3 separate regions of the Mus musculus genome follow, and regions 2 and 3 are each linked to region 1. Evidence: chromatin contacts called from public Micro-C and promoter capture Hi-C data. All regions are on one chromosome and are shown on one strand. The core of a region is the stretch at or near the end of the contact, and the rest is flanking DNA. Distances in the headings are between cores, read along the strand shown.

Region 1 (2,863 bases), core at 268-2,767:
GAGGTGAAACCACCCACAATGGGCAGGCACCCCCTCATCAATCGCTAATTAAGAAAATGCAAGTCTTGCCTTCAGAGTAGTCTGGGGGTGCATTTTCTCAGTTGAGGTCACCTCTTCTTAAATGACTCTAGCATGTGTCAAGTGGACAGAAAACTAGCCATCACAGGGACCTTACATAGATGGTGACATCCTCGATCTAGTTCCAGTCCAGACCTCTAGTATGACTTAACCAGCCACCTGTTGGATGGTCCTACTCTAATGACGGAGAGGGGCAACTGCCCATAACTGGCATTCCATACCAGCTAATCTTCCCTCCTGGATCCACGCTTTCCGTGTCTGTCTGTCTGTCTGTCTGTCTGTCTGTCTGTCTCAGCATCCCACTGCTCCAGGCAGCCATCCTTGATCCCTCACTTCACACACTAGAGCCAAGCTTTGAGTGTGGTTCCTTCCACTGTATTTACAAACCCCCACCTTCCTCCTTTCCTACCACCGCTCCCTTTCTGGTTCCAACATTCCCTGTGCTGGGTACCTGCAGTGCCTCCCCAACTGCTTCCTTAGTCTCTTGGGCCTTGCCCTGTTGTTGCTAGAGTTATGTTCCTAAAAAGTCTATCTGCGGCATTATTTCCTTGTTCAAAACCTTCCCTTTCCAAAACAAAACAAAACAAAACAAAACAAAACAAAACAAAAACTTTACTTTCCCCTCATGGTTTCCTTTGTTTGCTTGTTTAGTTTCTCTGTGTAGCCCTGGCTGTCCTGGAACTCTGTAGCTCAGGCTGGTCTTGAACTCACAGAGCTCCACCTGCCTCTGCCTCCTGAGTGCTGGGATCAAAGGCGGGCATCACCACCAACCAGCCCTTCGGATTCTTTAGCATCATAGTTCACCACACTCTCTAATGCTACACCTCCCCCCCCCCCCCATTCCTTGGAGGATTCTAATCTGGGATGTCTTTGGCCACTACCACTCACGATGGAAGGGTAGGATGAGGTGTCATCAAAAAGCACTCATTACATGGCATCGATCAGGATCAGTCTCATCGTATGAAACTAGCGACTCGGAAGCAGCATCCGCTGGTCACTTGTGTTCTGCCGCCTGAACCCGTGTGTTTTTGTCGACTGTTTTTAGTTATTTAGGTGAGCAAACAAGGTAATGGCAATTTCATAATGTGGCATCATTCTTTGTTCTCATTCGTTCTCCCATCTTAGCTTTCCTTAAATAAATAAAAATCACTATTTGGACCAGGTGCCCTCTTTCTACCCAATTACTTGCTGACTTGTTGGTCTGCTTAAGATCCCTTTGAGAAATATACTGATTCCTTCATTGTACCCGCCTAAGGTGCCCAAAGACTAGATTTCTGGTGATAACTGCTATGTCCACATCTCTCTGTATTACGTATGTATGCATGCATTCATTTATATGCATACATGTGTAGTTACTGTATTTTTAATTGCTTTGTCGTCCTCTAAGCAAAGAAATGAATACCCTTAAGTGGCCACCAGGAGGCGCCAGGAGCAGCGAGAGACCTGCGGTACCTTGGCGGTAGAGGTGGAGATGGATGCAGAGGCGAGGGAAGAACCCAGCTTCCTTTTTTAAGAATCAGTTGTGAGCAAGGGAGCAGAGCTACGTTATTTTAGGGAGACTTTGTCGCACTCCCCCTCCCCCGGGTAGGTAGCGTCTGGGATGTGTGCTCCCAGTTCGTAGTCTCCCATGGAGAGACGCTGGCTGCTGCAGCCGGCAGTAACCCGACCCCGCCGGCGCAGGGACTGAAGAGGCGCCGGGGAGAGCAGCGAGAGGCGAACAAAAGCCCTCGGCAAGGGGGCCGGAGCCCGGACCTGGGGTAAGTGAACCCGCTCGGAGACCTAGCAGCTCCCAGAATGGAGCGGCAGGGTTTACGGCGCTCTAAGAGCCCACTCCCCTGAGATGCGGTGCGGAAACTGGTGAGCATCAGCGGCTGATGTCTGAGTCCACCATACTGGGGTTGATGGTACCTTTAACTACACATTCGGCCTTGGAGATCGGGTGCATCTGGGAGGATTCAGGTGCCTTGTGCATCTTGAGCAAACACCGGGTGGGGGCTGGAGGAAGAGGAAGGCAGAGAGCTCCCAGCAAGCCCCGCTGGAGAGGCTGGAGAAAGAATCCATCACTCCACTCGGAGAAGCCTTTGGAGACTCTTTTCAGCCCTTCCATCTCCCGGGGGCCCTGCGCTCCGGGTCCTTTTGGTAGAGAGAAATCAACCATAAACTTCTTCCTAGGCAACTGGGGCCCTCGCAGCAATGCACTTTGGCATGCACAGGCCCCTTCCCCTTTTGTGTTCTTGCAAAGCTGCATCCCAGCAGCCCGCCTAAGCTACAAACAAATAGCTAATCCTCCGGGGAATCCTCCAGCGCCTCCCTCGCTGGCTGCAGCCTTCCTTGCACTTCAATCTTTGCAGGAAGGGGATGCAGCTAGTGGGCCTCACGCCAATGTGGTCTCCTGAAAGGCCCTGCATTCTAGGTCTGAGGGAGACTGAGGCTGCTGTCTAAGGCCCAGCGTCCCCCCACCGCAACTGCCCAGCCTGAGTTTTTGGGGCATCAGTTTTAGGATTTACGTTCCATCAGGCCCCTGAGCCTAATCTGAAATCGGATTAAGTTGGGAGGGGTAAATATGGCTGAGGAGGGAGGAACAGCTCACAGATCCTCTATGTCCCCCCGCCCCTCTGTCATCTCAGGGACTCCAACAAAGAACGAGGTTCAGCTATGGTGGACCCGGTGCCAGAAGAGGAGAAAGAGGGAGCGGAGCCCGGTGGCTCTGAAGGGGATGAGGCCACAGCGTCCGAGCCCCCCGATGCCCAGGGAGCCCAGCAGCCGGCTGCCTCCTCGGCCTCCG
Region 2 (2,863 bases), core at 202-2,701, 420 kb before region 1:
CCCCCTATAGTTAGGCTGGAGTGTCTCACTGGCTTATTGCTGCTGCTGCAGCTCCTGGTGTCATTGGCACTTTTTTTTTTTTTTTTTTTTGAGATAGCATTTCTCTCTATAGTCCAGGCTGAGCTTGAACTCAAATTGAATAGATGAGGCAGGCACCAATCGAAGAGAGAATAAACAAATTTTCTTCACTTTCCTTTCCCACTGTGGTATTGGAACCCACGCAGGACGCCTCTTTGAATCCCCTCAGCTGTTAGCTAAGAAGGGTTTTAATGGCTATTTATAACCTTCTTGGTTCTGGGTCTCCGAGTCCTGTAATGTCAGAGGTGGAAGGAACCTTAGTTCCTTCGCTTGCCAAATCTGGAGGCAAAGGCTCAGAGTGACTTACACAAGGTCCAAGACCTGGTTTGATAACACCCTCCCCTGTGCACAGGTCCTGATGCTCCCTCAGGACCTGATCCTGAAGGGAGAACATACTAGGAGCCGGGCCAGTTCCCTGTGCCTCTGAACATCGTTGGACCGAACCAGAAGATGGTATTAAGACAACATCTATGCTACATCTCTGCCTCCCAGGGGGCGGGGGGTTGGAGATTGTCTCCTGCTAAGTCCAGGATTACCTATGGATCCTATGATGACACAGCTCAGCCTCTCCCAATATTCCTTATGACCAAGAAAGACAAACTAAGGGTAGATGTTGGTATATCTAAGTTTGCAGGTGAGATCACAAATCCAGGAAGATAAGAGGAGCAGACCTAAGGCAGGCAGGTGAGCAAGGGCAGAGCCAGGCTGCCCAACCTCAGAGTCTACATTTACTCTGCTCCACTCCGCAGGTGCTGCCCTCAGGAGTAAACATGGAGATCCGTACATGGAAGAAGAAGGCCTATGGTGGCCCTGGCTCTGCTTCATCAGCTAAGAGCCAGAAAACAAAATGAAGAGACAGGAGCGCAACCCTGTACCTCAGCAAACCTATATAACAGGAGTGATATTATCCCCATTTAATGTGGCTAAAAACCCAGGATGGCACAGCATTCATGGGAGGAAGTAAACTCATTGCTGCTGTCATCCGCTGGACCCCGAGCTCCTGATCCTCAGAGGGAGAGGAGAAGACTGAGCCCAAGGAAAAGCTGGCGCTTCTGAGACACTGAGCCTCTCTCTGGTCCTCTGCTGCTTGCTGTACAGGGTAGAGACAGCAACCCTGACAAACTTGCTTTATGACTTGGAAAAGAACAATTACCGAGGCCCGGGCCTCCAAATGTCTGGCTTGCCATGCTGGTCAAAGGATTCAGCTCTCCAGTGAGAGTCATGGAAGACAAAAGAAGGGGTGCTCCTGTGGCATCTCCAGAAGTCGGGCCCCTCAAACCCAAAACTACACAGCCCAAGTCCCACATCTTCCCACTCACTTTGGGCCCCCATCTGGCATGCAAGTCCCTCTCAGGCCACCAGAGGGCACCACATAATACCAGATGACCTGTGCCTGAGCTCTCATATACCATCTTGCTTTCTGCCATTTGGAGCAAAGTGAGACCTTGAGGCTGCCAGCAAGCAGCACCTCTATCCCATGGGTATATTCCTCTGCTACTGATAGCTTTTGTGTGATCGCTGTGCATCTGGACTCTGTCCCGCCCATCACCTACTCTAAACTGTTAACTTCTCACTCCAAATCTCCAAGGTAGATACTACTACCTCCATTCGGCTGAGGAGGACATTGAAATCCAGAGAGGTGAGGAACCTTGTCAAATTACAGGGTTAGAACTGACAGAGCTTAACAGTCAGGTCTATCTGACTTCAGGGTCTCTGGTCATACCTGCATCCCTATTTCTGTCTAGACAGTTGTCCTCACCCCTCCCCTAGGTTTCTTCATAGTCCTCCATTCTCCTGCTAGCACCATATGCCTAGAAACAGACATCCTTGTCAGGGCACTGGCCACACAGCTCCCCACAGGTTCTATCTCTCTCCTCACAGAGTCCCAAAGTTACATCTGTGCCCCATTGCCCAGTATTTCTCTCTGGCCACTCTCTTGGCTTCCCCAGGCAATAAGTCTGGCCTGCTCACAAGAGACATTGTTCTTCACTCTAGGGTCATCCTCACGGAGGGCAAGGAAGCTAAACTATGAAGTCCTACTGATAAGGCAAGCAATGGCAGCACTGCTGCCCCATGCGTGCAAAGCACTGCTCCTCTGCTTAAACCAGACTCTAAAACATAGAACAACAGAAGGCTTTGGGCTCTAGGATCAGTGTGTTGTCTGGACAGAGGGATGGAAAGAAGAGTCCCATCGTACTCTCTATGGACTTGCCATCTACACAGGCAACCTCAACTCTAACTCATAACCTCTCTTCCTCCTACGTTTTACTTCACCACATTCCAACACACACACACACACACAGAGCATGTGCATGCATGTATAGTCATGCATACATAGATACATTTTAAGTCGGGCATAAAGGGCTGAGGAGATGGCCCAGCACTTAAGATCACTTGCTGCCATTGCAGAGAACCCAGGTTCAGTTCCCAGCATCCACATGGTGGCTCACAACTATCTGTAATTCCAGTTCCAACAGGCCCTCTTCTGGCCTCTGCAGGCACCAGGCACATACTTGGTGCACATAACGTAAATGGAGAGAAGCACTCATACACACACAAAAATAATTTTTAAAAACGGGCATAGATAAACACACGTGTGTACACACAGAGATAGAGATGCTGTCAGACAGGTACCCATGCAGGCATGCTCACAGCAATATGCTGAAGAGATGCATGCACAGATGCAGGCAGACCTGTCGCAGTCACATTTGCAGACACAGGTGCTTCAGCCAGACCCTCAATGACACTTTTTAAGTGAGAGGGTCAAGGTAGGGTTGGGCAAGAA
Region 3 (2,863 bases), core at 225-2,724, 270 kb before region 1:
TTTTGCAAAGCTTTTCCTCCATACACTGCAGCTATAAAGATGATTCCCGGGTAGCAAAGGCCAGGAATAAAGAAGCTGCTATGGGAACAGGTGGTAATGGGGCTAGCCATCCAGGAAATGGGGCCAGAGGATATCCAGGGAAGAAAGCACAATTTGGTGGAGAAGCCAACTTCATTTGCTCAGAAGTCAAATCCTTGCTATTTTCCCAGAGAGATTCTCGCAGAATGGGAGCGGGCAAGCTGCTACCCAGAGGTCCGGCTTCTGATCTTACTGACCCTGATCCTTGCCCAGAGACTGCCTCCCTTACGTGTTGCCAAAGGAACCTCTAGGTGGTTTAACAAATACATTTTTAAGGCAGTGAAATTCTTTATTAGACCATTAGGAGGGAGCAGGGAGAACAATAATCTAGACCAGAAATGAGCACGGTGCTGCTGGTTCCCGTTTTTTTTACAATGCCCTGGACAACCCGTCCTGTGCACAGAATTGGCACATTTCGTGTGGTTCAGAAACTCCAATCAGATCAAGGTTCAACCGATCCAACCCAGGGGAGAAGTTCTTCCGAACTTCTCCACGGCTCCCTACCCCTGCCACTCCTCCAGGGCCAGGCCAGCAGGAGGGGGGCATTAAAATTATCTGCTGTGGGTTTTACGAGCAGCGATTGCTTTTTAAAACAACAACAACACAAGGTCCTTGTGTGGCTCGCGGGTAACCTAAAACTCTCTAGGCAGAGTGCCCCCCCCCGCCCCTTCTACACACACACACACACACACACACACACCCTCTGCCTGCCAAGAAAGCCAGCTCGAGGGACTGGTGCAGCGACAACATAGGGAAACTCTGCTCCAGCCAAGGCCGAGATCCCACCGACCTAGGAGGCCCAGGAGAAAAACCTCAGGAGAAGTTCGAGAAAGAAAACCCACCGGTGACAGGTCGTGGGGAGTCAGTGCTACAAGAAAAGGCGGGGAAGGAGGGGGGCAATGAAATTTTATTTCAGCAACTTCTCCAAGAGGCCTGCAAGGGACTAGACGGTAAAGTCGAGGACAAGGTCTGACACCTCCCTTCCCCCTCCTGTAGATGAGCGGCCAAGCGCAGGTGGGCGCGCGCAGCTGGGAGACGCACTTACCCTGGGGCCGGTGGTGCGGTGGCCGCCGGCCGGGGACAGCTGCACCAACACGAGCAGCAAGTGGGGCGTGAGCAGACGGACGCGCGCGGGCAGCATGGTGCCAGCGGAGCCGGGCAGCCACGAGCGGGCAGCGGGCAGGGGGGCTCAGGCTAGCTTCAAAGCACTTGGGGAGGTGGGGACCCTTGCAGCAGCTGGGAGTGGCCGAAGAGCCAGCGGCAGGGGCTGGAGGAGCCTGCGCCCGGGGTCACGGTCATGAACGGCGGAGGCCCGGAGCTGGAGTGCGAGCGTGTGCTCTGCGCGTGGCGCCTGCTGCGCTCGGCGTGGCCGCGGCGACAGCAGGTTGGATGCGGGAGCTCGGGCCATGGGAATTCCCGTTATAAACCCCGGGAGGGGAGGGGCGGGGCCCGGAGAGGCTGACTGACGGGTCGAGAGGCCTGTAGCAGCCGACCCTCCGGCAGGTGGAAGCCAATGGGAGAGAGATGAGAGGGGCGGTTCGTGGTCAGTACCCCACCCCACCCCCACCCCCACCCCCACCCCCACCCCCACCCCCCACCCCCCCAGGAGCTACACTGGCTTCCCGGCCACAGTGGGCTCCAGCAGAGGCTGGGATAAAGAGTAACTTTTTCTCAGCAAGTCCTCGCTGGGAACCTCCGCGCGCTCCAGCAGCCTCAGTCCCTCCTGAATGGTCACCTGGATAGTAAAGAAGCCTTACACACTTATCGTGTGTTAGTTCTTAGGCTTGAGTTGTCGCAACAGCTCCATGAAGCAGGCAGGGAAAATAGCTCCAAATGACCCAAAGTCCTTGAGAAATGTTTCCCGGAGGCCGCAAAATCAAGGGCAACCTGGGGAACCACCAGGTGCGGCCCACAGAGTGAGCTGCGACCTACGGGAAGAGGTATTCATTTATTTCAAAAAGAAAAAAAAAATCTCCTTACGGGTGACACCCAAGTTCCACAGCGGCTGCCTGAGATAATTCTGACGGAGGCGAACCGAAGCAGCCTAAGGTGGGTCCCCCGAGGGTCCAGTAAACTACCCCTATGGCCCTATGGTCCATGTGACCTGCGGTCAGAACCCGGGCATCTTGGCTAATCAGTCTGAACTTAAAGAACACAGGAGCAGCTTCTCTGTGGCCTAACAACGCTGGGGCGGAGGCCGGGGAGGAGAGGGCAGTCCCAGGAATCCTGGTCCCATATTGGGAGGAGGAAAGTTATGAATGGAGGAGATGGAGGAGTGTTCTGTGAGCACAGATATCCTAGAGACCTCCAAGGAGCAATTTCCTGGGAGCCCAAGCCTGGATTGTATAGGTCAGCTCTAAGCAGGCCTATCAGGTGCTAGAGCTCTTTCCATAGTGGTCCAAGAGGCCACCCTGAAAATGGTAACAGCTACATCGCATCACACACACTCACTTCAACCCAACAAAGTGTCTGCTGCCTTCCCCGCAAGAGACCCGTGATTATCTCCAAAAGTGGAACACAACTCTTCGTGCTTGATTTCCACCGGTCCAGGCCCGTCCCTTCGTGAAGAAAGATCCATTTCTCTAACCAGATTGAAATAAAGCCCAGGTTTCACAGCTCCCTGACTGCCCTGAGAGGTCCTGACAAAGATTAGCTCTGCTCCCTTCCAGCTTCTCTTCTCGATTATAAGAGCAAGCTAACCCTAACCCCCATCTGGCTGCATACAGACAGCCTTCACCCTACAGCCAGCCAGTCTTCCTGAACAACAAACCAGAATGCACCACTC

Evidence for each region. Promoter capture Hi-C pulls out the DNA fragments that hold promoters and counts their contacts. A called contact is a pair of places that touch in the nucleus more often than the background predicts.
Region 2: a promoter capture Hi-C map of liver shows a contact between it and region 1, with 2.4 times the contacts expected there. The contact joins the enhancer-like site here to the promoter of Ccdc177 in region 1. A contact is called at or near these places in 7 of 39 promoter capture datasets (the 3T3-L1 cell line, 3T3-L1-derived adipocytes, the C10 cell line and 2 more), 12 of 484 Hi-C or Micro-C datasets (B cells, the Ba/F3 cell line, the G1E-ER4 cell line and 5 more) and 2 of 9 other capture datasets (embryonic stem cells and pancreatic islet).
Region 3: a contact with region 1 is called in a Micro-C map of embryonic stem cells, with 1.9 times the contacts expected there. The contact joins the promoter of Smoc1 here to the promoter of Ccdc177 in region 1. A contact is called at or near these places in 1 of 39 promoter capture datasets (stem cell-derived epiblast-like cells), 1 of 484 Hi-C or Micro-C datasets (embryonic stem cells) and 1 of 115 datasets of contacts at active chromatin or transcription factors (pancreatic cancer cells).

Annotation. Positions count from the first base shown.
Region 1 is chr12:80,759,369-80,762,231 of GRCm38.p6, reverse strand. It overlaps Ccdc177 (coiled-coil domain containing 177), which reads left to right and starts at 1,517. Exons shown (of 2, transcript NM_001008423.2): 1 at 1,517-1,835; 2 at 2,706-2,863. The coding sequence starts at 2,734.
Region 2 is chr12:81,180,874-81,183,736 of GRCm38.p6, reverse strand. The region is part of intron 11 of Smoc1 (SPARC related modular calcium binding 1); the gene reads right to left. Among named protein-coding and RNA genes, the nearest start is that of Mir3067, 16 kb to the right of the region's middle. Within about 2 kb of position 1,451, at least 10 of the 459 cell types and tissues checked have an H3K27ac peak or open chromatin away from gene starts, as enhancers often do. A contact at or near this core is called in liver, where this site is marked.
Region 3 is chr12:81,025,419-81,028,281 of GRCm38.p6, reverse strand. It overlaps Smoc1 (SPARC related modular calcium binding 1), which reads right to left and starts at 1,474. Exons shown (of 13, transcript NM_022316.2): 1 at 1,124-1,474. The coding sequence starts at 1,219.